7 separate regions of the Mus musculus genome follow, and all the other regions are linked to region 1. Evidence: chromatin contacts called from public HiChIP or PLAC-seq and promoter capture Hi-C data. All regions are on one chromosome and are shown on one strand. The core of a region is the stretch at or near the end of the contact, and the rest is flanking DNA. Distances in the headings are between cores, read along the strand shown.

Evidence for each region. Promoter capture Hi-C pulls out the DNA fragments that hold promoters and counts their contacts. HiChIP or PLAC-seq counts read pairs in DNA pulled down with a chosen protein or histone mark.
Region 2: a contact with region 1 is called in an HNF4G HiChIP or PLAC-seq map of pancreatic cancer cells. The contact joins the promoter of 1110051M20Rik here to the promoter of Cry2 in region 1. A contact is called at or near these places in 1 of 39 promoter capture datasets (liver) and 1 of 115 datasets of contacts at active chromatin or transcription factors (pancreatic cancer cells).
Region 3: a promoter capture Hi-C map of pre-B cells shows a contact between it and region 1, with 3 times the contacts expected there. The contact joins the promoter of Ckap5 here to the promoter of Cry2 in region 1. A contact is called at or near these places in 1 of 39 promoter capture datasets (pre-B cells) and 1 of 9 other capture datasets (adipose tissue).
Region 4: a contact with region 1 is called in a promoter capture Hi-C map of pre-B cells, with 4 times the contacts expected there. The contact joins the promoter of Arhgap1 here to the promoter of Cry2 in region 1. A contact is called at or near these places in 6 of 39 promoter capture datasets (the 3T3-L1 cell line, the HPC-7 cell line, liver and 2 more), 2 of 484 Hi-C or Micro-C datasets (CD8 T cells and pre-B cells), 2 of 115 datasets of contacts at active chromatin or transcription factors (memory CD8 T cells and stem cell-derived neural progenitor cells) and 2 of 9 other capture datasets (liver and macrophages).
Region 5: a promoter capture Hi-C map of pre-B cells shows a contact between it and region 1, with 2.0 times the contacts expected there. The contact joins the promoter of Trp53i11 here to the promoter of Cry2 in region 1. A contact is called at or near these places in 3 of 39 promoter capture datasets (the C10 cell line and pre-B cells) and 2 of 115 datasets of contacts at active chromatin or transcription factors (both in embryonic stem cells).
Region 6: a promoter capture Hi-C map of pre-B cells shows a contact between it and region 1, with 4 times the contacts expected there. The contact joins the promoter of Harbi1 here to the promoter of Cry2 in region 1. A contact is called at or near these places in 8 of 39 promoter capture datasets (the 3T3-L1 cell line, 3T3-L1-derived adipocytes, the C10 cell line and 4 more), 2 of 484 Hi-C or Micro-C datasets (the Ba/F3 cell line and CD4 T cells), 7 of 115 datasets of contacts at active chromatin or transcription factors (the SCID.adh cell line, cardiomyocytes, double positive thymocytes and 4 more) and 2 of 9 other capture datasets (adipose tissue and liver).
Region 7: a contact with region 1 is called in a promoter capture Hi-C map of pre-B cells, with 5 times the contacts expected there. The contact joins the promoter of Ambra1 here to the promoter of Cry2 in region 1. A contact is called at or near these places in 4 of 39 promoter capture datasets (hippocampal neurons, liver, pre-B cells and 1 more), 2 of 115 datasets of contacts at active chromatin or transcription factors (the SCID.adh cell line and cardiomyocytes) and 2 of 9 other capture datasets (adipose tissue and liver).

The regions. Positions count from the first base shown.
Region 1 is chr2:92,432,332-92,435,910 of GRCm38.p6, forward strand. It overlaps Cry2 (cryptochrome 2 (photolyase-like)), which reads right to left and starts at 1,738. Exons shown (of 12, transcript NM_009963.4): 1 at 1,481-1,738. The coding sequence starts at 1,692.
Region 2 is chr2:91,442,852-91,446,430 of GRCm38.p6, forward strand. It overlaps 1110051M20Rik (RIKEN cDNA 1110051M20 gene), which reads right to left and starts at 1,863. Exons shown (of 9, transcript NM_175123.5): 1 at 1,718-1,863. The coding sequence starts at 1,763.
Region 3 is chr2:91,525,125-91,528,703 of GRCm38.p6, forward strand. Ckap5 (cytoskeleton associated protein 5) reads left to right here and starts at 1,638. Exons shown (of 44, transcript NM_001165989.2): 1 at 1,638-1,726. It also overlaps the pseudogene Gm13770.
Region 4 is chr2:91,648,422-91,652,000 of GRCm38.p6, forward strand. It overlaps Arhgap1 (Rho GTPase activating protein 1), which reads left to right and starts at 1,697. Exons shown (of 14, transcript NM_001359970.1): 1 at 1,697-1,831; 2 at 3,343-3,402. Zfp408 (zinc finger protein 408) reads right to left here and starts at 1,370. Exons shown (of 5, transcript NM_001347175.2): 1 at 1,283-1,370; 2 at 730-1,004. The coding sequence starts at 1,328.
Region 5 is chr2:93,185,829-93,189,407 of GRCm38.p6, forward strand. Trp53i11 (transformation related protein 53 inducible protein 11) reads left to right here and starts at 1,720. Exons shown (of 8, transcript NM_001025246.2): 1 at 1,720-1,919.
Region 6 is chr2:91,709,005-91,712,583 of GRCm38.p6, forward strand. Harbi1 (harbinger transposase derived 1) reads left to right here and starts at 1,848. Exons shown (of 3, transcript NM_178724.5): 1 at 1,848-2,247; 2 at 3,076-3,579. The coding sequence starts at 3,192. Atg13 (autophagy related 13) reads right to left here and starts at 1,588. Exons shown (of 17, transcript NM_001355419.1): 1 at 1,243-1,588.
Region 7 is chr2:91,728,091-91,731,669 of GRCm38.p6, forward strand. It overlaps Ambra1 (autophagy/beclin 1 regulator 1), which reads left to right and starts at 2,048. Exons shown (of 18, transcript NM_172669.3): 1 at 2,048-2,289.

The DNA of each region.
Region 1 (3,579 bases), core at 488-2,987:
CTCTTTTATTTCCACTACCACAAAGGAGTAGGCAGTCATAGATAGCGCTCCCCCCAAATCCCAGTAAAAAACGAAACATCTTCATGACAACATAACAAATAAGAGTCAGATTCTATTGACTCTGTCCACACTGGCGCACTGCCAAAAGGAAGGGGAGGGCAAAGTCTGAGGCCTGGTTTAATGTCCACAGCAGAGATGGTCATTTGCCGGTGTTTGTCAAACCCAACCTCCTATCTATGGAAACTGGAGCGAGACAGAGTAATAGCCCAATCTGAAAACTGTGTGGGCTGGCTCTTCACAGGACTATCTTTAGTTGCTCCCTCTGTGTAAATGGGGCAGGAAGGGGCATTTAGTAGGCGTGCTACTAGGAACACTTGCTCTCCTAGCAGGGCAAACCCCTCTTGGAGAGGAAAGAGTGGACGCTGAGAGCCACGGTCTCCTGGGAACTACCTCACTCATCTGTGCAACAAGGCCATAAGCAAACACCTCTCATAACAATGCAAACAAACCAAGCTACTGCAGGGAGGCCTTTAGACAGTGATGGGAACATGGTGTATCAAAACGTCTTGTTTCTGAAGACTGGTTACAGAGAAAATACATCAGATGCCGATTTATTATGTCACAGCATGCTGGGAAAGGGTTCAGCCTCCTGGGAGTTATCACCGAATCTTCATATTGTGTTCTTGTTTTTCCACATCAGCTCCTAAAAGTCTCATCTGTAATGGCCCAGCTCTCCTAAAAAACACTTCATGACAACAGGCGGAAGAGCTGACGGGTGATGCAACCCTCTTTGAATATCTTTCTAGCAACGTTATAACTACACAGGGATCCTCTCAGATGGGTTAGGGGACCTCCTGAGAGATTGCTCATTGGGTAAAGGCACCCGGCTTTCCACCCTGGAACCGTATGGTGAGTGAGAACCTGCAAGTCGTCCTTTTAACTCTATACACTGCCATGCCATGCATGTCCTTTCCCAATCAATGTTTTTTAAAAAAAATGCGTCAAGAACACAAAAGTGCCATTACCCGATGATGCCCTTGGGGTCTTTTTAAAACCGGCTAATGCTAAGCTAGGTTCCCTGATCACCACCACGTTTGTCTGTGAAGAGAGGTTACGCGGGATGGGAAAAGAGGCGTGGGGGAGAGTCAAACAAATCCGAGGCTTAGGGAAGCCCTTGGGGGGGGGGGGTCCACGAGGGGCTACTTCTCTTGAAGAAGCTTTTCTCCGCTCCCACAGCACACCCCTAAAAGCCCAGTCCCCATTCTTCCAGGGACTGGCTGCAGATCCTCCCTCAGGTTGACTTCGCGTTTTTGACGAGAGTCTCGTCAGCATAGAGGGACCTCTGTCCCCCAGGCCTCCCAGGAGTTCAGAGCGGGCCACACTGGGCAAAAACGCTGTGTCAGAGTGGCCGCAGGCTGGAGTTCCTGGGCCCAGGGGAGTCCGCTTGGTGTTGCCACCCCGCAGCATAGGGTCCCCTCACCTCCATCGGTTGATGCCCACAGACGAGGAGGCCGCGAACCACGGGTCGAGGATGTAGACGCAGCGCACACAGCGCGCCCCGCGCACGGCAGCTAGCAGCGCGGGGTTGTCGTGGAGCCGTAGTCCTTTGCGGAACCAGTGCACCGAGGACGCGCCGTCCGCGCCCATCGATTGCGCGGGGACCGTCGCTGCCACCACAGCAGCCGCCGCCATCGCCGCCTGGACTGGGTCTCGGTCTGCCGCTCCGCCCGACCGCCCCGTTGGTCCCGCCCAGCGCCCGCCCAGCGACCTATGATGCAGCCTCTCCCTGGCATGACTCCGCCCCAAGGAGTCTGGATCGCCTCTGTGATTGGGTGAGACCCGGTGGGACCCTCCCTCTGTTCCATTGGTCAGCAGCGTCGGCGCAGGCTCCGCCCCCTCACGTTCCCACCATGTGTGGTCCCGCTTGGTAGCCACCCGCCGGTGACGCAGGACCGCGCTGCGTCCGCCCCGCGTGGGCTGAGTCTGGAGGGACCTCGGATCTCCTACGCATTTCGCGTCCCCGGGAAAGACAGGGGTTGCGGTGACTCCGGCCGGTGGCTGACAGACCTGTTACCGGGCCCTTTCTAACAGTTCATTGTCCTGTTCATATGTGAGGCTGAGCGGTGATTGCCTTACACAAACTGTCCTATTTTCTATTTTCATCTCATCCTGGTAACGTTCATTTCATAAACACGAATAAAACAGATGCTTGTTAGTCTTACTCTGCAGATGAAGTAAGCTTAGGGCGCCCCAGTTTGAATGACTTGCGCAATACCATGAATCCAGTAAGATTCCACTCAGAATCTTCCGATTTCAAAATCCACTTCCTCGCAGAGAATCTTGGTATTTGCATACAGAAAGGCATAAGGATAAAGGAGACGCCCTTTTATGCGGCAGGAGTGGGTTTGGGAGAAAGGACAAAGGTTTCAGAGGACGTGGGTTGAGGCAGTAATTATGCCCTCAAATGAATTCATTTCTTTTACGTTCTGTTTAGCAGACACAGTGCAGTTATTTTGCACAAAACTCTGAACTGGATTCTATGTGGGAATCAGAGATGTGCAGGGCAATATTCTCCTGTCTCCTTTGGGAATCCTTTGATTCTTTGGAGATTCTGGCAGAGTTTGCTGATTGAACAAGTGCAGCAACCGTTGCACTTGGGCTAAGATGGGCTAGTTGGGATGGAGGGCTGGAGCTATCCAGCAGAGAACTGTTCCGATTTGTCCTTGTGTTGATCCTATGGGTAGTCACCTTCCCCATCTTGGGAATGAGCAATGAAAGAATCTAGAATTTAGTCAGCAATTTAATGGCATTAATTGGCACCACTCTCTGACTACAGCGTCATTACGAGCCTCTCATTTCCAGCGCTTTGGACATGCTGTTCTCTCACATCACATGCCCCAGCCCACACCCTCGTGCCTCCTGTTTTCCCTGTGACAGCTGTTATTTTCCAGTTTCCTGGGCCCAACCTGCACAGGGGCTCACCTCATTTGGTGTCTTCCCCCCACCCTCCGGTTTTAGTACATAGTACTGGGATTGTTTAGCTATTGTATGTCAGCTCCATCAGACTATAATCTAGCTCAGTACTTGGTACCGAAGGATCATATGAATCAAACATAAGAGGCTTGCATTGGCCAGAGCCTTAAAGTCATCCAAGTCTCTGCCCGACTCTCTCCTTTGAATCTCTTCTGCAAGTACTTGATGAGTGAACTGATATTCCCTATGCTTTTCTTTAAACACTTGGGTTTTTTTCATTATTTTTAATCTCATGTTTAGCTGTGTGTCTGTGTAGGAGTGACGGCAAGTGTCTAGTGGACTCCTGAATAGAGTGTTTCTGGGGGTTGGAGTTACAAGGCTGTTACCAGCCTCCTGTTGTGGGTGCTGAGAAGTACCCCCAAGTCAGGTTCTCTGCAAGGAACGTACACACTGTTAACCTCTGAACCATCTCTCGCGCGTCCCCTTTCTTTTCTTTTCTTTTCTTTTCTTTTCTTTTCTTTTCTTTTCTTTTCTTTTTTTGGTTTTTCGAGACAGGGTTTCTCTGTAGAGCCTTGGCTGTCCTGGAGCTCACTTTGTAGACCAGGC
Region 2 (3,579 bases), core at 613-3,112, 990 kb before region 1:
GGTGCTACAGCCCAAACTCAGTTCCTCTGGAAAAGTAGCAAGAGCTCTTAACTGCTAAGCTATCTCTCCATCCCCCAAGATAAATATCTTTTTATTTAAAAAACAATTTTGAATCAACTTTTCAAATGATCAAGAAATTTTAACCATCTGCCAGGTCTGGAAACTCACTCCTTTGAGTCCAACACTGGGTAGACAGAGGCAGGAGGATCTCTGTGAGTTCAAGGCCAACCAAGGCTACATAGTGAGATCAATTCTCAAAACATAAACAAAATATGTATACAGAGTTGTATTTTATTTTAAAATGTGTATGGTACATTCATATAATAAAATGTTATTCATCCATGTAAAGAAATGAGTATCAAGACACAAAACGACAAGGGGGAACCTAAACACCTACTGAAACACGAAAGAGGCCATCTGAAGAGCTTATACACTGAATGATTCCCATTATTCTCAAAGGGGCAAAACTTTAGAAGTCAATAAGATCAGTCATGGAAAGGAAAGGAGCAAGGAGAGGGGTGAATGAATGGGGGATGCACAGAGGAGTTTTAACCATGAAAAGATTGTTTTACATCTTAATGTGGATATATGAGAATATGAATTTGTCCAAGTCCAGAAAACTGTACAATACAAAGAGTGGACCCTAATATAAACTATAGGCTGTTGGTAATCACACTGAGCTAATATTCAGTTGCAAGAAATGTACCACACTAACACAAGAAATTAATAATAGAAGCTAAATAGAAGATACAGAGGGAAAAAACTCTACTATCAGCTCAGTCCTCTTTAAGTTTAAAACTACTCTAAATGTTTAAGCTATGAACTTTTAAATGTGTATGTGTGCATATAAGTGTATACACAAGGTCTGGAGAGATGGCTCAGCGGTTAAGAGCACTGACTGCTCTGCCACAGGTCCTGAGTTCAATTTCTAGCAACCACATGGTGGCTCACAACCAACTGTAATGGGATCCAATGCACTCTTCTAATGTGTGTCTGAAGACAGCTGCAGTGTACTTATATAAATAAAAAATAAATATCATAAAAAATGTTTTAAAAAAATAAGTGTATACACAAACGTATACAGTAAATGTGTTACACACTCACTGCAGGGTGCTTAGCAAAGTACAGTACTTAGTACCACACAGCCTTAGCTCAAGGGTAAGGTCAAGTTCTGCAAGGGGAAAATCTGATCCTAATACTAACTGTATGAGGTCTTATGCAATTGTCTCTTTAGCCTTAGTGTCTCCATCTGTAAAGTAGCAAACACAGCAATCCCTTCTATGATAATGCTGCATGCAAAATGCTTACCTCGTGCAGAATGCCTAATGAAAATGAAAAGCTCGAAATAACCGTGCACTATGAAGGCAAAATTATTATTTACAAAATGACTGAAGTCATTTCAGATGCCAAGTTTGCGTCAATACAAACCTATCAATAATAGCCTTGTTTGGGGCCTCAGATTCTTAATTGTGTTACTTAGAATGCAGTCCTCATTGCCTGAGAGCCAGTCCATATAATTCAGCCATTCTTTACTCCATAAATGTTATTTTTCATCCAGGTTTGGCCCTACATTCAGGCTCAGGCCCTAGAACCCCTTCTTTCTGTCCTCCCGTCCCATCCAGACCCGCTACCGTTCAGGCTCCGCCCCTGTCTCCTACCCACTCCTTCCCCTAACACATTACTCCTTTCTTTTCCCGACGCTGAAAAAAGCCCCTACCCAGATACTCGTAGTCCGGTAGAGCTAGGCGCTCGGGACTCAGCATCCTTTGACCGGGTAGTTTCCACGCTCCAGCTTTCTTCTTCCGGAACCCAGGTTACAGCCTGTCTCTGTTGCCATGGCACCCAGGCGGCCAGAGGAGAACTAGAAGGCTGAGAGGGTGTCACGTAAACAGTCTCCGACTGGCAACGTAGAGCCTATCACACAAGTTCCGGAAGCAGTCACTTAGAGTCTGATTTTCTTTAACTCCTATTTTTGGGATTTGGTTTTAGAATCTGTGAATTAAATTCTCTGAATGTGTCGTATTTTGTGATGCTGAAGAATTACTATCAGTGGCTCATATCTGCAATTTCTGGATTTCATAGTTTCTGTTTATTCTAACAATAATGATCATGTATGGCCTCGCCTAACACTGAGATCTCATTATCTATTATTAATCACTTTTAGGATTTACTCTTTCAAGTTGGTACAAAATGTTCTTTGTATCTTGGCAGCTTCTGGAGGTCGGGGATACGTCTTTAGCATAGAGATACTACTAAGGGCCACTGAGCAATCCAAGGGACCCCATGTGGTGAAAACAGCCTACCAACTCCTCCAAGTTGTCCTCTGACCTCCACAAATCCCCTGCCCCAAATATATATCTCGACAGGGTCTCACTGTATTGCCCAGTCGGGCTTAGAACTTGATGTGTAGACCAGGATAGCCTTGAATTTAAGAGATCTGCCTGAGCCTGCAGCTCTCAGAGGTTTTAATGTTTTAAAGGTGTGTGCCCCTACACCCGGTAAAATGCAATTTTTAAAACTACTCATCAAGTCCTCTGTAAGTTAATGACCATTCCTCTCAAATTCCCTTTAGCCGTTTGAGACTGCTTCTACTTCCTATTATTTGACATCTTGTCCAAGTGCCTTTCCTTTTTCCTACAAAGTCACTTCATTTCTCAAAGGAAATGGGTCAGAAACTAGAGCATTTATTACATATCCTCAGCTCTATCCTTTCTGAAGAAGAAAGACTATTCCTTTCTTTTCAAATAACCAGATTTTCTTATCTCCTCTCTCTGTGCAAGAACAGGAAAGAGATCTGTACAGTGTCACAGTCCAAACCTAGCAGAAAAAGCCACTCGATCCTCACTTTTGTTTTGTTTTGTTTTGTTTTGTTTTGTTTTGAAGTAAGTCCCTGCCCCTTCAACAAGGAGAAGTTTTCGAAAGAGGAGAGGTTTTGTGACAAAGAAAGAAAACGAAATTGATGTCATCAAAGGAGTGACTGGGAATCCCACAGACCACCTACACTGGAGTAAGTAAAGAGGAGGCTCTTCTCTTATGTTCTGAGGGGCCTATTCTTAGTCTCCCCAAAGGAGCTACTCAGACCTTGTAATTCTCCCTTTCCCTTAAATTTGTATATATGTCTCAATTCTAGGCTCCTGTGAGTCACTCTGAATTTGGATGTGGTAAGGAGAAAGGGACAGAGCCACACAAGGGACAGTGTTTGGTGTTCTGAGGTAATGAATTTTCCAGGTTGGTAGTTGTTGATATGAAGTCCTGCAAGTTTTGTTAAAAATAATTAACTTCTCCTTCCTCTACCCCTCCTCCATGCAGCTTGAGGGTATAGAAATTTAATGATTTTTCATATTGGGCTTATTATTATTGTAATGTAAATAGAGTAATAATAAAATTTTAAAAATTGAGATAGAGTCTTACATATCTCAGGCTGGCCTGAAACTCACTAGGTTGCCAAAGATGACCTTGAACTTCTGATCCCCCTGCCTCCATCTCTGGATTGCTGAGATTATAAGCATGGAACACCAAGTCTGTTTTATTTGAAGCTGGTATGGAAAGCAGCCATGTTAGTCAAGCACTCTATCAACT
Region 3 (3,579 bases), core at 388-2,887, 910 kb before region 1:
TATGGCCATGTGATTTCCAGATTTCTGTTTCTAATATCCCAGTGGCTCAGTAACATTCTTACACTTTTTGTATATGTGCATAATAAATGCCTCTTAGTAGCATTACTGAGCTAGAGAATCTGTAGATCTCAAAATTGTCCTCCTAGAAATTTGCACTCAAATTTAACAGTGAGGTTGAGCATTTGTGTCTCCAAATCTTTGTTCTGAGACAACATCCTACAGCCCCGGCTGGCTTCCAATGCACTACATAGCTGAGGCTTGCCTCAAATCCCATACTCTTGCCTCTACCCCTAGAGTGCTAAAATTACAGGTGAGACCCACCATACTCACATCTTTCTTCTCTAACTCTTGGGTGTTTGTTTCTTTGTTTCTTAGGTTGGTTTTGGTTTTTCAAGATAAGGTTTCTCTGTGTAGCCCTGTGTAGTCCTGGAACTTGCTTTGTAGACCAGGCTGGCCTTGAAATCAAAGATCGGTCTGTCTCTGCCTTGTTATATTAAATCCTCACATTAAATTTGTAAAAAAAAAAAATCATTGTTATACACGTGTCTGTAATCCCAGTACTTGGAAGGTGTAGGTAGAATGATGCTACAAATTTGAGGCATCCTGGTCTATGTGCCAGTTCCAGGTTAGCTTGGACTACAGAGTGGAACCTTGTCTCAAAGACTAAAACAGTGCAGGCAAGATGGCTTAATGGGTAGAGGTGTTTGCTGTCAAGTCTGGGGACCTGAATTTGAGTTCCTGAAGCCATATTGTGGAAGGAGAGGACTGGTGCTTAGCAAGTTGTCCTTGAACTTCCTTGTACCACACCCCATAGTGCACATAAATGAAATGTAGTAAAATAGATTTTTGACAATCATATTTCATCAAATGAATCCTCTCCTTTTCATAAGCACAAGCATTTGTGAAGTAAATCTTGTAGTTCATAAAGGCCATTCCTAGACTCTCAGCTTGTTGTACTAAATCCTTACATTAAATTTGATTTTTTGTTTGTTTGTTTGGTTGGTTTGTTTTTTGAGGTAGGATTTTTCTGGCTGTCCTGGAACTGGCTCTGTAGACCAGGTTGGCCTCAAATTCAGAGATTTGTTTGCCTCAGATGGGATCAAAGGCGTGTGCCACCACGGTCTTTAATTTAAACTTGTAAGGAAATTTAAACATTTACATTAAATTTGTAAGGAAAACATAATTATCCCATTTCCTACACAAAGAAACAGAGGTCCAGATCAACTGAGAAAAGTGATTTGTTCAAAAGAAGTCCAAGACTACAATTTAGCATTCGAGGCTCCTTCCACTACATCTCAGTTGCCTCTTGCTTTCCTCTCAGCACAGAATGATTGCAAGCTCTCCAAAAAAAAAAAAAAAAAAAAAAAAAGGTGTGGGAGGGAGATGTTGACAGCAGTTTAAACATCAGTAGGTAAAGGCAACGTGATCATGACTGGAAATGCAGAGTTTTCCACACACCTTTCGCTCTTCTATCAGAAGCCTTGGTAGCCATTCCTCCAGCCACTGGGTGACAAGCACCTGACCCGCAGCCCTGGGAAACACAGCTGCGCGCGTTCCCTTTAAGGCCGCAGGCGGCGCGTGCCCACAGCTCTTTCAAACGGACCAATAAAGGGGCGATAGGCGGTTCTCCGAGGACCAATGAACAACGAGGACACTGCGGGGTGTGCGGCGGCCCAAGCGGTTTTAAACGGCTTAGAGCAGGCCCCTCGGTTCTGACCCGGCAGAGGTGAGTGGGCAGTGGGTCTCACCTGCCGGCCTGGACCCTGGGGACCCGGCGTCGCGCGCGCTAGAGGACCCACGGCCGCGGGCGGGGCCCCCGCGGACGCGCGCCTCCGCGTTCTCGCGAACCCGGCAGGTCTGAGGCGGCGGAGCGGGGCGGAGGCCTGGGAGCCCGCGGCTGGCAGGGCGGGGGGCGTGGGCGCTCGCTTGTGTTGGTGACCCGGGCTGGGGGTTCAGGTGAGCAGAGCACGCGGCGGGGGAGCTGCTGCAGCTTCGGAGGTTCGCTGGCGGCCCCGGGCCGCGCCTGAAGGCTGAGCTGTCCGAGGCCGGGGCGGGGGCCCTGCCGGCAGGCCCTTGGTGGAGGAGTGCGCCTCGCGGAATTGTTAAATGAATGAACAAGAGCACGGGAGGGCTGTGGTGGGTGTGAAGGGCCTAGTTGTCTCCTCCGAGCCGGGACCAGAGCCTGGTGCCTGGGCCTGCCTCCATCCCTGCGTCCACTACCTGTGATGATTTTGTAAGGATGCTGTTCATTCGCCGCCCCGCCCTTGGTTTTCTCCCTCAGAAAGTGTCAGCAGAGTTCAGGGATTTTGCAGCTCTGAAGGTTTCCGGCACCAGTACAATAGCCAGCAGGGTAGGTGAGCCAGGCCTTGCCGCTAGGTGAATGAGATTCTCACTTTTTAGCGCTTAGCAAATCCTTGTTGAGAGAGCTGCCCAAAGTCGTGGTAATTGCTATGCAAGATTGAATGCATCCCATTTTGTTTCTTGCGGAGGGCAGGATGAAAGAGATGTTGCCAGAGAGGCTGCTGTGTGTAAAAGAATATATTCTTGTTGATGAATCTTAACAATGAGTTTCTGATTCAGCACCAGTAGAGGTTTTTGCAGAACTTGTCCCAAATTTATGCATGACTCTTAATTCTCCTAGGAACCAAGGCATTAAATCTTGGCCCAGATAGGATGCTTGTATTACATTATGCATAATTATAGAACTGGAAACTCATTTTTAGAAAGGTGAAATATTTTTTCTCCATTTTCATCACCCTGAAAACATCTTCTGTGACCTAAAGAGCGAGAATATAAATCAAGTTAATGGTCATTTGAGACTTTTCTAAAGTGACTGGTCAAGTACGATTTAATAAAGAGAAAATCAAAATCAACTTTTTTTTTTCCAATATAAGTTAAATCACTGTAGTAAGCCTGTAATGAAAAAATTGTACACAAAACTTTTACTTTTTTTTTTTACCTGGGGCTGGAGAGAGGACTCAGTATTTAGGGGGCAATGGTTGCTTTTCAAAGGAGTTGGGTCTAGTCCCAGCAGCCACAACCGTTTGTAACTTCAGGACCATGGGGACTGATGCCCACTTCTGGCATCCATGGGTGCTGCATATACGTGATACACACACACACACACACACACACACACACATACACACTGGCAAAACACCTATACATATACATATTTTTAAGGACCTTTTGTTTATTTTTGTGAGTGGGTGCATATGCTTGGTGTCAGGCAAATTGCCTGACGTCTATCGTGTGGGTCTGGGGACCAAACCTTAGTTGTCAGGCTTGGCAGAAAACACCCTTACCATTTAACCCTCCTCTCTGGTCCCAACATTTTTACATACGTTTTTAATGCTGTTCACATAAGGAGGTGGCAAGCAAAGGTATTCCATTACAATATGCCATATACTTTCCTCTCTTTTAAAGTTTGGATTATCAATTTTGAGTTATGTGGGCTGGTGTGTGGTAATTCAGCAGCAGCAGTTCAGTTTGGAAAGAGCAATTAAAAATAATTAACTTCTTTAACAATAGCTTTGGATAGTGTTAAAATATTTTTTCCCAAGATTTATGAGTATTCGT
Region 4 (3,579 bases), core at 447-2,946, 780 kb before region 1:
TTTGTTTTTTTTTTTTTTTTTTTTTTTTGGTTTTTCAAGACATGGTTTCTCTGTGTAGCCCTGGTTGTCCTGGCACTAACTCTGTAGACCAAGCTGGCCTCGAACTCAGAAATCCGCCTGCCTCTGCGTCTGCCTCCCCCCGCCCCCCTCCCACCCAGTGCTGGGATTAAAGGCGTGTGCCACCGCGCCCAGTTCTATGGTGCTGTTTTATATCTTCAGTCAGTGAAGACCAGAGAGTCCACTCACCTCTCCTTAAAGGTGTGGAAAGCTCTAAACAGCACAGCCTTTCAGCAAATACCAAACAGAAAACGCTGCAAGAGCACCAATACTTTTAAACAATCCTTACTAATGCTTACAAAGCACAGGCGTATTTGGCTTGCATCGTGTCCTCTGGTCTTCCAAAGGATCTCGGTAACAGCCACAACTTTCTTTTACAGGTGAGTAATATTAGGTGTGTAATTTAGCTAACTAGTTAACAGGTTTGAATCTGATCCTGGTAACCTTAGCTTCTGACCTTTGTCTCTGCCAACACAGTAGGAATTCAGGTTCTCACAACTTCTTTGCATCTGCTTTAGTTACTGCTGCTTAGGTAGAGCAAGACAGCGCTGCAATGAAGGGACAATTATTTCTCGAGTTTGAAAATATCCTGCTTCTAACAAACTGGAAGAGCTGTCCGGAAATGTCTGAACCTCCCCCAAACTTTCAGACAGATGTCCGACTCCTCAATACCTCCTCGTGCGGTGTCTTCATTCCCTCGCCCTTCTCCAGGACGGACTCATCTTCCAGAGGTCCCCAATGCAGGCCGGGCTGCAGGGGTGCTCCTACACACCAGACCCCCAAGTGCTGATTCCTGGATCTCGAGGGGCCCACGGCCAAGCCCTGGGGGAGGCTCCTTAGAACAAGGATGGCAGGGCTCGTACCCGGCGGGCAGGCTTTGAGGCCCGGAGCAAAGCCTTTTCCGGAAGGGCTCCATCCTGAATCCTGGCCCAGGGGTGGCTCTGGGGCTGCAGGGAGACGGGAAGGCAGTAAAGGAGTGGTCCATGAAGGCGTGGGGTTGGGGAAAGAGAGGTACAGGGTCAGCTATGACCCAAGAGTCCGAGGGATTAGCAAGGTTCTAGTTAGTAGGGCCCTTGAATGGTTGGGAGGGAGTCTAGTCTCTTAGGGCACCGGAGCAGGATCCCAGGCTCAAGAGAAAAAGGGATGTAAGGGAATGCGCTGACTAGAAAAACGCTGTGGCCATCTAGTCCAGGGCTGAGGGTCGCAGACATCGCAGGTCACTCACGGTGCGGCTCTATTTTCCCCAAGATCACCTCCTCCACCTCCTTCATCGTGGGACAGAGATTCTCTCGCCACTCCCCTCTACCGGAAGTGAGCGTTTTTGTCCCGGTTCCTCCCGGAAACAGTCCTTGATTTTCAAATTTAAGCTCAAGGAAGAATCCGGGTGGTTAGGCATCATTGAAGGATGGACCTGGGAGTTTGGAAGTACTTGACAGATAAAACCCTGTCCGATGGGCGATACGAACCTAGGATTTCAGAGGCCCGCTAGTTTCCTGCATCTGGAAAAGCGGAACCCAACTCACTCACTTTAGGTAGCGGCGAGTCGGACAGCTCGGCTAATTAACCTCACATTTTGTCAGGTGATTGCCGGAAGTGGGCGGAGCACCAAGAAAGCCTTGTTTGGTCCGGGCAGCAAGCCGGAAGTAGGTAGAAGAAATGGCGGAAGTGGTTGGGGAGCTGGGGGCCCCCGAGGGGGCGGTTCCCATTCCCATCTCGGAGCCGGATGTTTGCCGAGCTTTGACAGGCGTGGCAGAGGAAGCATTGCCGGAACGAGGTGAGCTGCGGAGCGCGGGGTCTCTTTGGGCGTGGTGGTGGGGAAGAGCTGCTCTGGTCAACGGAAGGAATTGGGTCGGAAAGGGGAAAATCCGAGGCAGTGGGTCGGGAGTGGAATTGGGCCCGAGGGCCTGGGTCTCTTCGCTGCCGGGATTTTTCCCATTTCGGCGCCTGCAATGAGAAGACAGCCACTTTCTCTGACTTGTTCCTGCCCTCCCTCTGCAAGGCATAGGCCAAGCCAGAGCAAGCCGGTGGGAGGGAGGGAGAAGTCGTCCTGATCAGATCTGGCATAGCACTGAGAGCTAGAAATCAGGGGAAGTGATCCACCTTGTCACTTGATAGGCCGTGCTTTCATCTCACTTTCTTGTGAAACGAAATACACTCCATTCGTTGTTTGTTTTCGGACTCTATGCAAACATGATTATAGTTTAGAGTTGCAGCCTTGTAGGATTTGGGTTTTTCCAAAGTCACAAAACAGTCTGATTCCAGCACCAGCAAGTACTGTGACTTCAGTTTGCCCTGAGAAGTCTGGCTGCCCTTTCGTGGCGCCTCTTGGATCCCAGTGAACTTTGTGACCGACAGTCACTTAAGATCACTGTTGAGGGGGTTGACTTTAACCTAGAGAACACCTCAAACTGGAACTTGTGGGTTAAAATCCTGCGTCTGGGTTCTATGATCTGTAGCAGTTTGCTCCCTCCCTCCCTCCCCCCGCTTTTTGTTCAAACTGTAAAATGGTTTTTATAGCATATGCTGAACTACTAGTGCAGTTGTGAGGTGAATTTGTGCCCAGTTCATAGTACAAATATCCGTTTCCTTCTCCACTTATGAAATTCATTCATTCATTCATTCAGCTAATGACAGTCTGCTATGTGAAGACTCTGAATAAACTCTGGTGCTATGTGCATCACTCTGAATAAATTGCTTTGGTGTGTGTGTGTGCCCGCGCGCGCTCTCTTGTCGCGCATGTGCTGGAGAGACCCTGTGTATGCAGGCAAAGCGCTCTACCACTGAGCTATGGACTTAGCCCTTGAAATAGGTTCTTAAGCAATAACAGGGGGTTTGTGAAATCTTTAAAATGCATGCAAGGTTTCCATGGATCTGTTCATTTTTCCTAGTGAAAAAGTCCACAAACATCAAGAATTTCAGAGAGAGAGAGAATCACTGTTTTACAAAAGTCAAAGCCTTTGCCTGAAGTGATTTTTTTTTTAATTTAATTTGATTTATTTATTTTTTATTTTTCGAAACAGGGTTTCTCTGTATAGTCCTGGCTGACCTGGAACTCACTCTGTAGACCAGGCTGGCCTCCAACTCAGAAATCCACTTGCCTCTGCCTCCCGAGTGCTGGGATTAAAGGCGTGTACCACCACGCCCGGCGCCTGAAGTGAATTTTAAATACTTTCTAGGTAAATGGTTTACCTGGTCCAAATGGAATATTAATCTGAGAGAGTGGCTTTTTGCAGGTGGCAGATATATTTCATTTCTACCATTTTATGTTAGAATTTCCCTTCTCAGGCTTCATCTACCCATTGACTAGCAGATAAACATCCGGCTCCCAGAAGGCACCAGAAGCAGGTGAGAGCGGCCAGGAAGCTGGCTGGCACTACTGTGCTTTTACTAGCGAAGGAGGTTATGTGGGAGTTGGAGGTCAGCTCTAGCTGCACTGACAGAGAGAAGTTCCCAGGGACAGAGGTGGGGGTTGAGCTCAGCTTTCTTCTCCATAGTCTCCCTCTCTGTCCCTTGCACATAGCT
Region 5 (3,579 bases), core at 470-2,969, 750 kb after region 1:
GGCCATTGCCATTAGGCACTGCTTCTGGAATTCTGCCTTCAGGTCCTGCTTCTGGTAGAACACTGGGAGGTGTTTCTAAGCTGGGAGGTGCTCAGGGATGACACTGTTCCAGTGACACAGCCCAGAGCCCTGCATGCCAATAGTGCAACAAAGAATCCATTATCCCATCACTGTCCTGAGGTGAGACTCTGAAGCAAGCCACAATGAAGCTCCTGGTCAGGGACAGGTGGCTTGGATGTGCACTTCACTCCACACACCTCCAGGCAGGCCTGATCCAGAGCTACAGACATGACGGCTGAGTGATTCATTCATTACTGGTCATCACTAGCCAGGTGTTCAGCAAAAGCGGGTGGCACTGTGGGAAGGGAGTTTAGTTGCCTTGGTAATCAGGAGGCTAACAGCCACTGAGAGCTGACTTGCTATGCACCAGACACTCTTCTGTTTACTTCCTTGCAAAGGGCACAGCCCCTCCTGTCCAGCCCCAGCCACTGGGAGGGCCATGGAGCCTACCTGGTATGTTAGCACCTCACACATGATCAGGTTTGGTTAACATGGCCTGCAGCTGTAACTGGAATCTCAGCAACAGCCACAAGGTACTTCCTGCTATAAGGTCACACCCCTTTGTAGGTAAGGAGGCAAGACTTGGAGAGGTTAGGAAACTTGCTTGCCTAGGGCTAAGCTAAACAACAGAGCCAGGATTTGAACCCAGGTATTCTAGTTCTGTAGCCTGGAGCAGAAAAGCAAAACTTAACTCTGGAGCCAGAGGCACACCTAGTTGAGTTATAGTGAGGGGCAGCTACTCTCCATCTCTGCCCCAGTTCTTTACCTTCAACCTTGCTTCTCTCAGTCCCCACCCTCCCTCAAGCCTTTACTATATCAGTCCAGAAGACAAGATCCAGAGGTTTCTTTCAGCAGGAAGCAGGGCCCTGGGCAAAAATCAACTGCTATAAAGGGTTTCTCAGGGAGTCCAGAGCCAGGCATGGGACAGGTTGTAGGTGCTGGTCTTTTTAGTTTGAGAGACTTCTCAAGACTCACCTGGGACTCTCTCTTGGCATGAGCTGTTTGCTTCCACCAACAAATACTCTGAAGCCACAGATAAGATCCAACCTTGCCACACGCAGCACATAGCACAGCAACTGCAGTAGAAGTCTCAGCGGGTAAGAGTTCTTGTCATTTGGGATTCACACCAAACTGGGGAGATGGGTGACCTGGGTGACAGAACACTCATTCACCAATTATCTTAAGGCCTTGGCTATGTATTAATGACTCGAAGTTTTGTGAACTGGGACTAGTCCTATTGGACTGCTGGGAACGCTAAGGTTTTATTTTTGAAAGTGGTTTAGCAAACGATGAATTGTAAATTGCTTTTAACCGTGTTGTTTCACCCGTGGGGGACCCTAACAGTCATAGCAGGTGCCTTCCTTCCACCCTAGACACCGGCCTAGGCCTGAGAATGGATGTTTCATAAACCCGTAGGGGTATGTTTGCAGTCCGGGAGAAAGGGGCGCTGTCTTCAGAACTTCCGAGAAAGTCCTGGGTGGCACAGCGGCAGGTTGTCCCCGTCCGGGGATCCCCCTAGCCAAGCGAGGGTGCGCCCTCCGCAGGCGGCTCCCGGTAGGCCCTCCGTTTCAGCTCTGGGTCTCCCCCCCAACCCCTCTGTGCCCGCCCCGGCCACCTCGGGGGCGAGGCAGCCCAGCGCGTGGGAGGGGACGGCGCGCCATTGGCTTGTGCGCGGCACTAGAGGAGGGACCAGTGCGGGCCGCCAGACTCGGGCGAGCCCAGCAGCGCCAGGAGTCCAGCTTGCCCTGCCCTGCCCTGCCCTGCCTGCCTAGCGCGGCGCCGCGATGTGAGACTCCCCGGGCCGGAGCGTCCGCAGGGCACGCCAGCTCCGCGAGCGCAGCACCCCGCGCGCCAGGAACGTAAGTCTGCTGCCGGCAGCCGCTAGCCTCACACTTCACCGCCGTTGCCACCGCGCTGGCCGCTGCCTGCGCAGCGCAGCCCGGGGACGCCGGGGGGCCTTAGGGACCGCTGGGGGCATCGAGCACCCTGCGAACGACAGCCGGGCGCCAGGACAGCTTGGCACTTGCGGGGCGGCGGGCGCCCGAGACCCCCGCTGAGCTCCTACTGGCACTGTCCTCTGTCCTTTTCGTTTGTCCCCTTGCACTGACTCGGTTTCCCTTTCTCCCCCAGCTCTCTTCTCCGCCACCTCCTTCCCCAGGGGCTGTTTATTTCGCTCTCGGCCTCCTCCAGGGCTTTATCTCTTTGATTCGGAGCTAGTGAGAGCGGAGAGTAAAGCAGTTTCTTTTATCCCGGGGTCTCTGTCTTCAGCGCTTGGTTCTCGGTCCCCTCCCCCTTTCTCGCCACCGCCCCCCCTCCTCCCGCCTTTGTTTCCCGGCGGGAGGATTGCGCGGTGTAAACTTGCGAGTTTCCGGGTCCTCGCCCCCACGGGTACGCGGGCGGAGAAGGTGGAGGGGTTCCCGCTGTCCAGTGGTCTGGCCGGACCTTTTGTGTGGGTGCCGGGGACTGGAGGAGTCGCGGACTCTCGCTTCACAAAGTGGGGGAGTGTCCTCGGCGCGGAGATGAAGATAGATCAGAGGGGGAAGGGGCAAAGCCGGCGACACTCCTGAGTCCCTGCTGGAGAGGAGCGGGCAGAAAAGTGTTTGGGCCTGACCCCAGTCGGGGGTGGTGGTGTCAGGAGGGTATTGCAGGTGGACCCGGGCGACTCTCTCTCCCAAACCGCGCAGACAGCTGTAAAGTGTAGCGCCATTGCCTGGCGCAGGATGGATTGGGGTCCCGTGTAGTGCGCAGAAAATATTACGCGCACCATCCTCGGGGCACAGCGAGGCCAGCCGCTCGCTTCGGCTCCCCTTTCGTCGCCTTCTTGCATCCTGGATGGAGCGGGCTTCTCCTCCTGCCTGTGAGGTGGAGGAGCAGGGATAGGCCCAGGACCCACTCCCACTTTGACCCAAAGCTTTACAAGCACACGGCCAAGGCCTCCTCAAAGTCCCCCAGCACGGACTTCCTGTTTCGTTTCTTTTAGAAAAACTTTCTGGATGGGGCCTGGAGAGAGTGTAGAAGTCCCTGGGTTGCAGGGACACCCACCCAGCTGTGTCTCCCGTCTGGAGGCTCCTGGAGAAAGGCCGCCACCTGCCGCCGGCGGGATTGGTGGGCTCCTGGAAGAATCCGGAAGAACACCACCCGCCCCTTAGTGGCAGCCTCTGGCTCAGTCCGAGGCTAAAAAAAATACTATTTTCCTGTAGGATCTTTGGAAAGTCAGAATATACTTCGGGTTTCTGTTGTCACCTTCGTACAGACAGAGCGCTCTCCTAGAGTCCCCTCTGGCCTTCGTGTCTTAGGTGCCCTCTGCCTTAGCTTCTCTTCTTCTGGACTCTCAGGTATGTCTGCCTTCACTTGCTGTTCCTGGCTTTGATTTTTCTGGGTCCAGGACCTCTGCCGCTCCTATCACCTCAACTCACAGCCTGGACTTGTGACAGCCCCCTCTGCTGGAGACAGAGGCTGCCGGCTAGGGGCAGGGTCTTCACGAATTATTCTTGGCTTTTCTGTGTGTTCACTTACTGC
Region 6 (3,579 bases), core at 598-3,097, 720 kb before region 1:
AGGAGGAAGAGATTCAGGAGTTCAAGGTCACCCAAAACTATATAAAGTGAAAACCAGCCTAGGCTATATAAATATCCTGTCTCAAAAACCTACAAGAGCAGATAGATAGATAGTGTTGTTTGGTTGTATTACATGCCTATAGCCCAGACCTGGGGAGTCAGAGGCAATAGGACTGCTAACAAGTTCAATACTAGCCTAGTCTACATAGTGAGTTCCAGGCCAACAAGTGTAATACACAAAAAGATCTTGTCTCAAAAAGCAGAGATTAATTGGTTGTGAATATAGCTCTGTAGTAGACTGAGCAGAGTGATAGGTTAAACCTCAAGTAAGAACACGTATGTGTTTGTGTATAGATATATAATTATTGTATACATATAAACATATACATATAAATAAATTTATACATATTTCATTAGGAGAATTTCAAAACTAGACATGATGGTATATGCTAGATAATCTCAACACTTACGATGCCGGGAAAGGAGGATCAGTAACTCAAGGCAAACAAACCCTGGCTGCATAGGTGAACCCTGTTTCCAACTATCCCAACCTAGGCCTGTGACAGCCTGCGTCGGTATTCTCAGCTCCTCAGGAGGCTGAGTGAAGAAGATAACTGAAGCACAGGAGTTTAAGGCCAACCTGGGCTACGGGCTACCACCGAAGTGGGGAGGGGGGAGCCAACAAAGGAATGTTACCTTGAGGATAGATTGAGCAGATTAACTAGGAAAAAAGTGAATGAGAGATTTACAACCCAAGAAGGTGCTTAGCCACTTAATTCAGAGATTTAATGAGAATAGGTTTTCGCAGGTTATTCCACTGCCAGTAAGAACATAGTCCCCTTTTTCACTAGTCAAGTCACCCTCACTTACAGGAGGACTTCATACTTGGCATTAAAAATTTTTTTTGATTGACTGAAAACTTACCTAACCTACCTTGATACCCAACACCGGAGTTACGGCCCTACAAATGTTCTCCAATAGATCTTTTTGACATAACTCAAAGAGACAATAAAGTAGCAAGAAAATTTCGGGGGATGTCTGTAACGGTTGGGACGCCTCAAGAGCCAACAGGGTCTACACCAACCCAACTTCTCGTAGAAAACATAATCAGGGGATTATGGAACTGAACCTCGGTTGCTTGGCTTGGGCGTCCCCAAGGTGGTGGCCAAGGGAACACAGATCAGTGACCTCCCACTCGGGGGCGCTGAAAGATCCGGGGGTTATTACCCTCAAAAGTGAGTACCTGCGAAGCTACGGCACAGAGAGTGGCTCCGGGCTCTCATTCCGGAGGCCGGGGCCTGGGGCCGGCCAACTGCACCTCCCAGCAGAGGGTTCCGCGCTCCCGGGCGGTAGTGACAGCACAGGTCGCAGAGAGATATCTCACGCTAACGAGGCTCCGGGATCCCAGAACTGAAAAAGCTGTCGGACTGGTGTGGACTGGTTTTTCTCAGAGCTTCCCCTTCACACGTCAAACGATCTCTCCCGCCCTAAGCCAGCAACCAGTCGCTGCCCGGCGCCGCCATCCTTAGTGTTTGTTTTCATCCGCTTCAGTGCAGGCGGTGGGGAGGTAGAGCGCTACGGAGGAAATGCAGCTGCCTAAATTCAGCTGCACTTTCGCTACACCACAAACGACCTATTTAATATTTCTGTACATCAGAGTCTTCAAGAAAGGCGGCTTATTTCCAGAAATAAATCATATGATTAATTTTAAAGCCTTTTAGGAGAAAAAAAAGGGTTTGGGAAGGAATTTAGGGAGTTGGAGACTGGGCTTCGTGTAGAATGTACGGAAGCGAAGCGCAGGCCGCGGTGGCCGAGGTGCTGATGACGCGGCGTGGGGCGGGCGCTGACGCGGAAGGGGAGGTGCGGCTGTTGCGCACCGTGGCGGCTTGTGTGCGGCCGTGGGTTCCGGAGGCGGGCCTTCTTCGGCCCCGAGGGTGGAGAGTGCTCCGGTTAATCCGGTAGCTACGGAAAGGTGGCGATCAGCGTTCGGTTATTCTGGGTCGAGCAGCCAGACTTTGGTTATCTTACTATTTTTGAGACAAGGTCTCGCTGTGTAACTCAGGTTAGCTTTGAACGTAATGTAGCTCCAGCAGGCATGGAGCACGCGGCGATGCTACCCAGTTTCCAGAATGCTAACATTACAGGCTGGACCAGCCTTAGGAGCTTTTTGTTTTGTTTTACTTTGTTTTGACTGGTGCTCGTAGTCCACGCTTGCCTCGCACATGATCTTCTGGTCTACACTTCCCAAGTACAGTGAGCCCATTCCTGGCTGGGGCATCTTTACTTACACGGCTTTTAAAGGAATAAACTTTTTAAATACATTTATGTTTTGGAGGCGGGCGTGATGTGGCAAGGGTGTTGGACGATTCTTTCTTTCCACCATATGGATCTCAGATAGCCAACTAATTTATTTCACCAGGCTTCACAGGCAAACCCTGTGCCCTCGGAGCCATCTTTGTCCCTTAATACTGTTTTGAAAGCGGGTTGAAAAGTGGCCTCGGTGTTCCAGACCTACCTGGTTCACTTAGCTTTTTCCTCCTTTCCTTCCTTTTATACTCTTCCTTCCTTTCTAGCCTAAAGCTTCGGGATTTGGGTCTCTTGAGATGAAGGGAAAGCCTGTTACAGCAGACAGTGTAGGTCCCCAGGCAGGGCCACAGACTGTCTTTCTTCCTTTCTCCCCCCCCCCCACCCCCCCTTTGTTCTACATCTCTAGTTGGACTGGTTTGAGCACTCCCTCATCTGTGGAGCCATAGGGCTTTGCAAAACAAACCTCTGAGTAACCCTTAAGGTGTTTTCAACTTGTCAGCTGTCTCCTGGTTGCCACAGACCTCTTTTACCTTGTAAATTGTTTGTTCTCATGTGTTGTTCTCAGTTGAAATGCCAGGCAGTAGATGAGCCACTGGGATTGAACTCTTATTGTCTGCAAATTAGATCAAGTTTGTCATACAATAGTGAGTCAGTGGAGATAAATCTAGAGTTAACAAGTGAATGGCTGAAAAAGGTGTAGGTTTTGAGTCATTTGGTATGGTTTGGATCACGTTTCTAATTATTTTTTTCTTTTAATTAACATTTACAGAAAGAAGATTATAAATGTCAGAGCCATTTAACTGATGGTTAGCTGTTGAATTCTGATACTTACTGCGCTGGGAAAAATTCGGGAAAAGCAGATAGAAGAGGACCTCCACATTAGCAATGGCTATTCCAATAACAGTGCTTGACTGTGATCTCTTGCTGTATGGCCGAGGTCACCGGACCTTGGACCGTTTTAAGCTGGATGATGTGACTGACGAATACTTGATGTCCATGTATGGATTCCCCCGACAATTCATATACTTCTTAGTGGAACTCTTGGGGGCAAGCCTTTCTCGGCCTACTCAGAGATCTAGGGCTATTAGCCCTGAGACACAGATCCTGGCAGCATTAGGGTTTTATACCTCAGGGTCCTTCCAGACTCGGATGGGAGATGCAATTGGAATTAGCCAGGCCTCTATGAGTCGCTGCGTTGCAAATGTCACTGAAGCCCTTGTGGAACGGGCCTCACAGTTTATTCACTTTCCAGTTGATGAAGCTGCCGTACAGT
Region 7 (3,579 bases), core at 798-3,297, 700 kb before region 1:
AAATAAACTTGTACCTTGTTTCAGGTTTGGACTTTTTTGGTTTTTTTGAGGGGGGGAGGGAGGAGGAACAAGATCTCACAACATAGTCCTAGCTGTCCTGGTATTCACTGAGTTGATCAGGATGCAGGATGGCCTCTTGAACTCACAGAGATCAGTTTGCTTGTGCTTACTGAGTGCCAAGTGCTGAGATTAAAGGCATAGGCTAGCATGTGTAGCTCTTTTGGAGTTTTTTGTTTGTTTGCTTGCTTTTTTTGGGGGGGGGCAAGGCTGGCCTCAAACAATCATATTGCAATCTCCCTTGCCTCAGCCTCTAGAAAGTTGGGATTAAAGATGTAAAGATATACAGTATCATTTTTGTTTGCTTATGTCCAAGAAGACCTAATCATAAACAATAATATTGTAATTGCCTTTTCTCAAGAGTAGCAAATACCTATCACATGAAAAATATCTAGAAATAAAATGTACTGATTGTACAGTATGGAGTTTGGCCAGTACAGTTAGGATCAGCTACAAATCAAATATGTCTGTAAAAGCCTGTAATTCCAACAAGTAGGAGGCAGAGGGAGGAAGATAGACTTTGAAGTAATATGGATTACATAGTGAGATTCTGTTTAAAAAAAAAAAAAAGCCAGGCATGGTTGCTTATAATCCCAGCACTCAACTAGCTTGAGGCAAAAGGATTGCTGTGAGCTTGAGGTCAGCGTGGGCTTCATAGTGAGTTCCAAGCCAGCCAAGCTATAGAGTGTGAGCCTCCACTGCAGTCTCTCACACTCCCTCAGGCACACTGCAAATGTGGAACAGGAAGGCAAGCACATCAGAATTTCAAAGCCATTCTTGGATACACAGAGTTCAAGACCAGTGTGTGTGCCACACAAAATCCTGTCTCTAAAAACTATTTAGTGAACTAGCTACGAAGCTAACTAAAAGCACACTGTGGACTGTGGCTTTAGATCCTTGGAAGAAAATAAAAGAGAAGTAAGTGGTTTTTTTTTTGAGAAAGAATAGAATAGGCTGGGAGGTTGTGGTGTTCACCTTTAATCCCAGCACTCCGGAGGCAGAGGCAGGCAAATCTTTGTGAGTTGGAGGTCAGCCTGGTCTACAGAACCAGTTCCAGGACAGCCAAGGGTACACAGAGAGAAGCCTTGTCTGGCAAAACAAAACCAAAGAATAAAAATTTAAAAACAAGGTACAGGAACTTTCCCTTCCCACATTAAGGTGTGCCATTTTCTCTTGGATATTCTTCTAAAGCTGACCTGGAGCATTCATAGCGATTGTTCTTCAGCTCTGAGGGGAAACCAAGAATAAAGTGGTAAAGTCATTTGTTCAACTGGGACAAGTAGTGTGAGAAGTCTCTAAGTGTACGGCAGTCGTTGAACTATTAAGACGAGCTTTATTCTGCTATGATTTATCTTCAATCAATGTGCTCACAAAAGGCTAATTCCTTTTTCACTTAAAACAAGGTCTTTGGTGGCGCATGCCTTTAATCCCAGCACTTGGGAAACCCTGTCTCGAAAACCACACACTCAAAAAACAAAACAAAAACCAAAACCTAGCCAAACCAACCAACCAACCAAAAAAAAAAAAAAAAAAAAAAAAAAAAACAAAAAAACAACAAAAAAAAAAAACCACCAAGGTCTCATATAGTCCAGTTTGGCCTTGTGCTTAACTGACTATGACTTTGAACTCCAAATCCTCATGCCTCCTTTCCTAAAATGCAGGGACTACGGGGGGAGGGTGTGGGGGACTTTTGGGATAGCATTGGAAATGTAATTGAGGAAAATACGTAATAAAAAAAAAAAGTACCAGGAAAAAAAAAAAAAAGCAGGGATTACAAGCGTGCTCCTGTCTCAAAAATTTAGTTCTCTAAATTACTTTAACACTCTGTCACCAACAGAAAATGGCAGAATCCCAGCCTACTCTACGCTATAGTTTAATGATCTGGATTTGTTTATTTATGCCTAGGAAGGCAGCCGGATTTGCAGCAGGAGCTGAGCAATGTTTCGGCACTCGGCTGCAGTGCCTTGAACGATTGCTGGGGCGCTCTTCCTTTGATGTCTGGGCGTTCGTGTGTTCGATGATCTTTTGCGGCGTCTTCTTGGTTGATGTCTCCGGAGCGGCGGCGGCTGTGCCAGGTCCTGGACTGAGTTATCCCGGAGGCCCCGGGCTCTGGCCGCTTTCTTCCGCTGGTCGGTCGAGCGGACCCCTCGCTTTCTTCGGCCTCTCCCCGCCTTCCGTCCGTGGCTCCGTGCGCTCGCTGGCTTTCGGGCCGAGCTCTCACTCTCCTCGCAGGTAGGCCCGGGAGGAGCCTGGGAGGCCCGGTCCCGCATCCTTCCGCCCAAGGCAGGAGGAGACCTTAGCGCCGGCCGGTGGGCGAGCGCGCGGCCCGCCGGGGTGCGCGTTGTGAAGGGGGTTGCGCCCGGGGGCGCGGCCGGAGGGCGGCCCGGAACTGAGCGAGAAGCCGGAAGGAGGGAGAGATGCTGAAGCTGCCGGCCGGGTTCCGTAGAGAGGGGATGTCGGGTCCTGGACGCGTGTCGTCACCCCTAGATTGTAGGAACTTGGCTTTCTTAGACCCTATTCCCTTTCTCCTTTCCTACAACTCCGGTTCCGGATGTCATGCTCAGTTGCACTGGGGACCCCTACTGAGTTCAGCCTCGGAGTGCCCTTTTGAGTAGGTGGAGGCTATTGAAACTAGGCCCTCCAGCTCCTAGGAACGAAATATCACTTATAGTCTTTTGGGGTAGGGAAACCGAGGCTGAGGTAGGGGACGTGACTTTTCCCTGTGACCTCGACAGATCATTAAATGTGCTGTAAGGTTCTTTTTTTTTTTTTTTTTTTTTTTTTTTTGTCTTTAACAGTTCACAATTCTCCCATTTTACTGGTCACTTTTTACTTAACAGTCTCTCATTTGACTTTTTGGAACTCTTCTTTCTTAGAAACATATATTGTGTTACTGGAGGCTTCAGACATTAAGGGAGCAAGTGATGTTTTTGACTGGGTTTGCTTTTTCGAAGTTTGTATCGTTTTAGCAAAAGTAGTAAGGATAGTTTAGTTTTGTTTACTCATAAATAATTTGTTTACTTCCACTTTACTTCTGATTAATACTGATTCCACTCTTCAGCTTGTTCTGAAACTTTCTGCTATGGTGTTAAGTACTTAGTGCAAGATGGAAGATGCTTAAGATGGTTAAGACTTTGAATTCAGGTTCTTGTCTTGTGGAGGTCTTTTCTAGGAGGGAATCCAAGGAATCTCTTTTGAAACTTTTTTTTATTTGGTTAGTGATTTAGTCATTTTATTCAAGAGTTCAAAAGTCTGTGTAGAAATTATTCAAACATAATTGAAGATGAATCATTTGTGAACTTTACTGTTTCTCTCTTTTTTTTTTAAAGATTTATTTATTATATGTAAGTATACTGTAGCTGTCTTCAGGCACACCAGAAGAGGGTGTCAGATCTCATTACTGGTGGTTGTGAGCCACCATGTGGTTGCTGGGATTTGAACTCAGGACCTTTGTAAGAGCAGTCAGTGCTCTTACCCGCTGACCCATCTCGCCAGCCCTCTCTTTTCTTTTTCAAGGCCTTA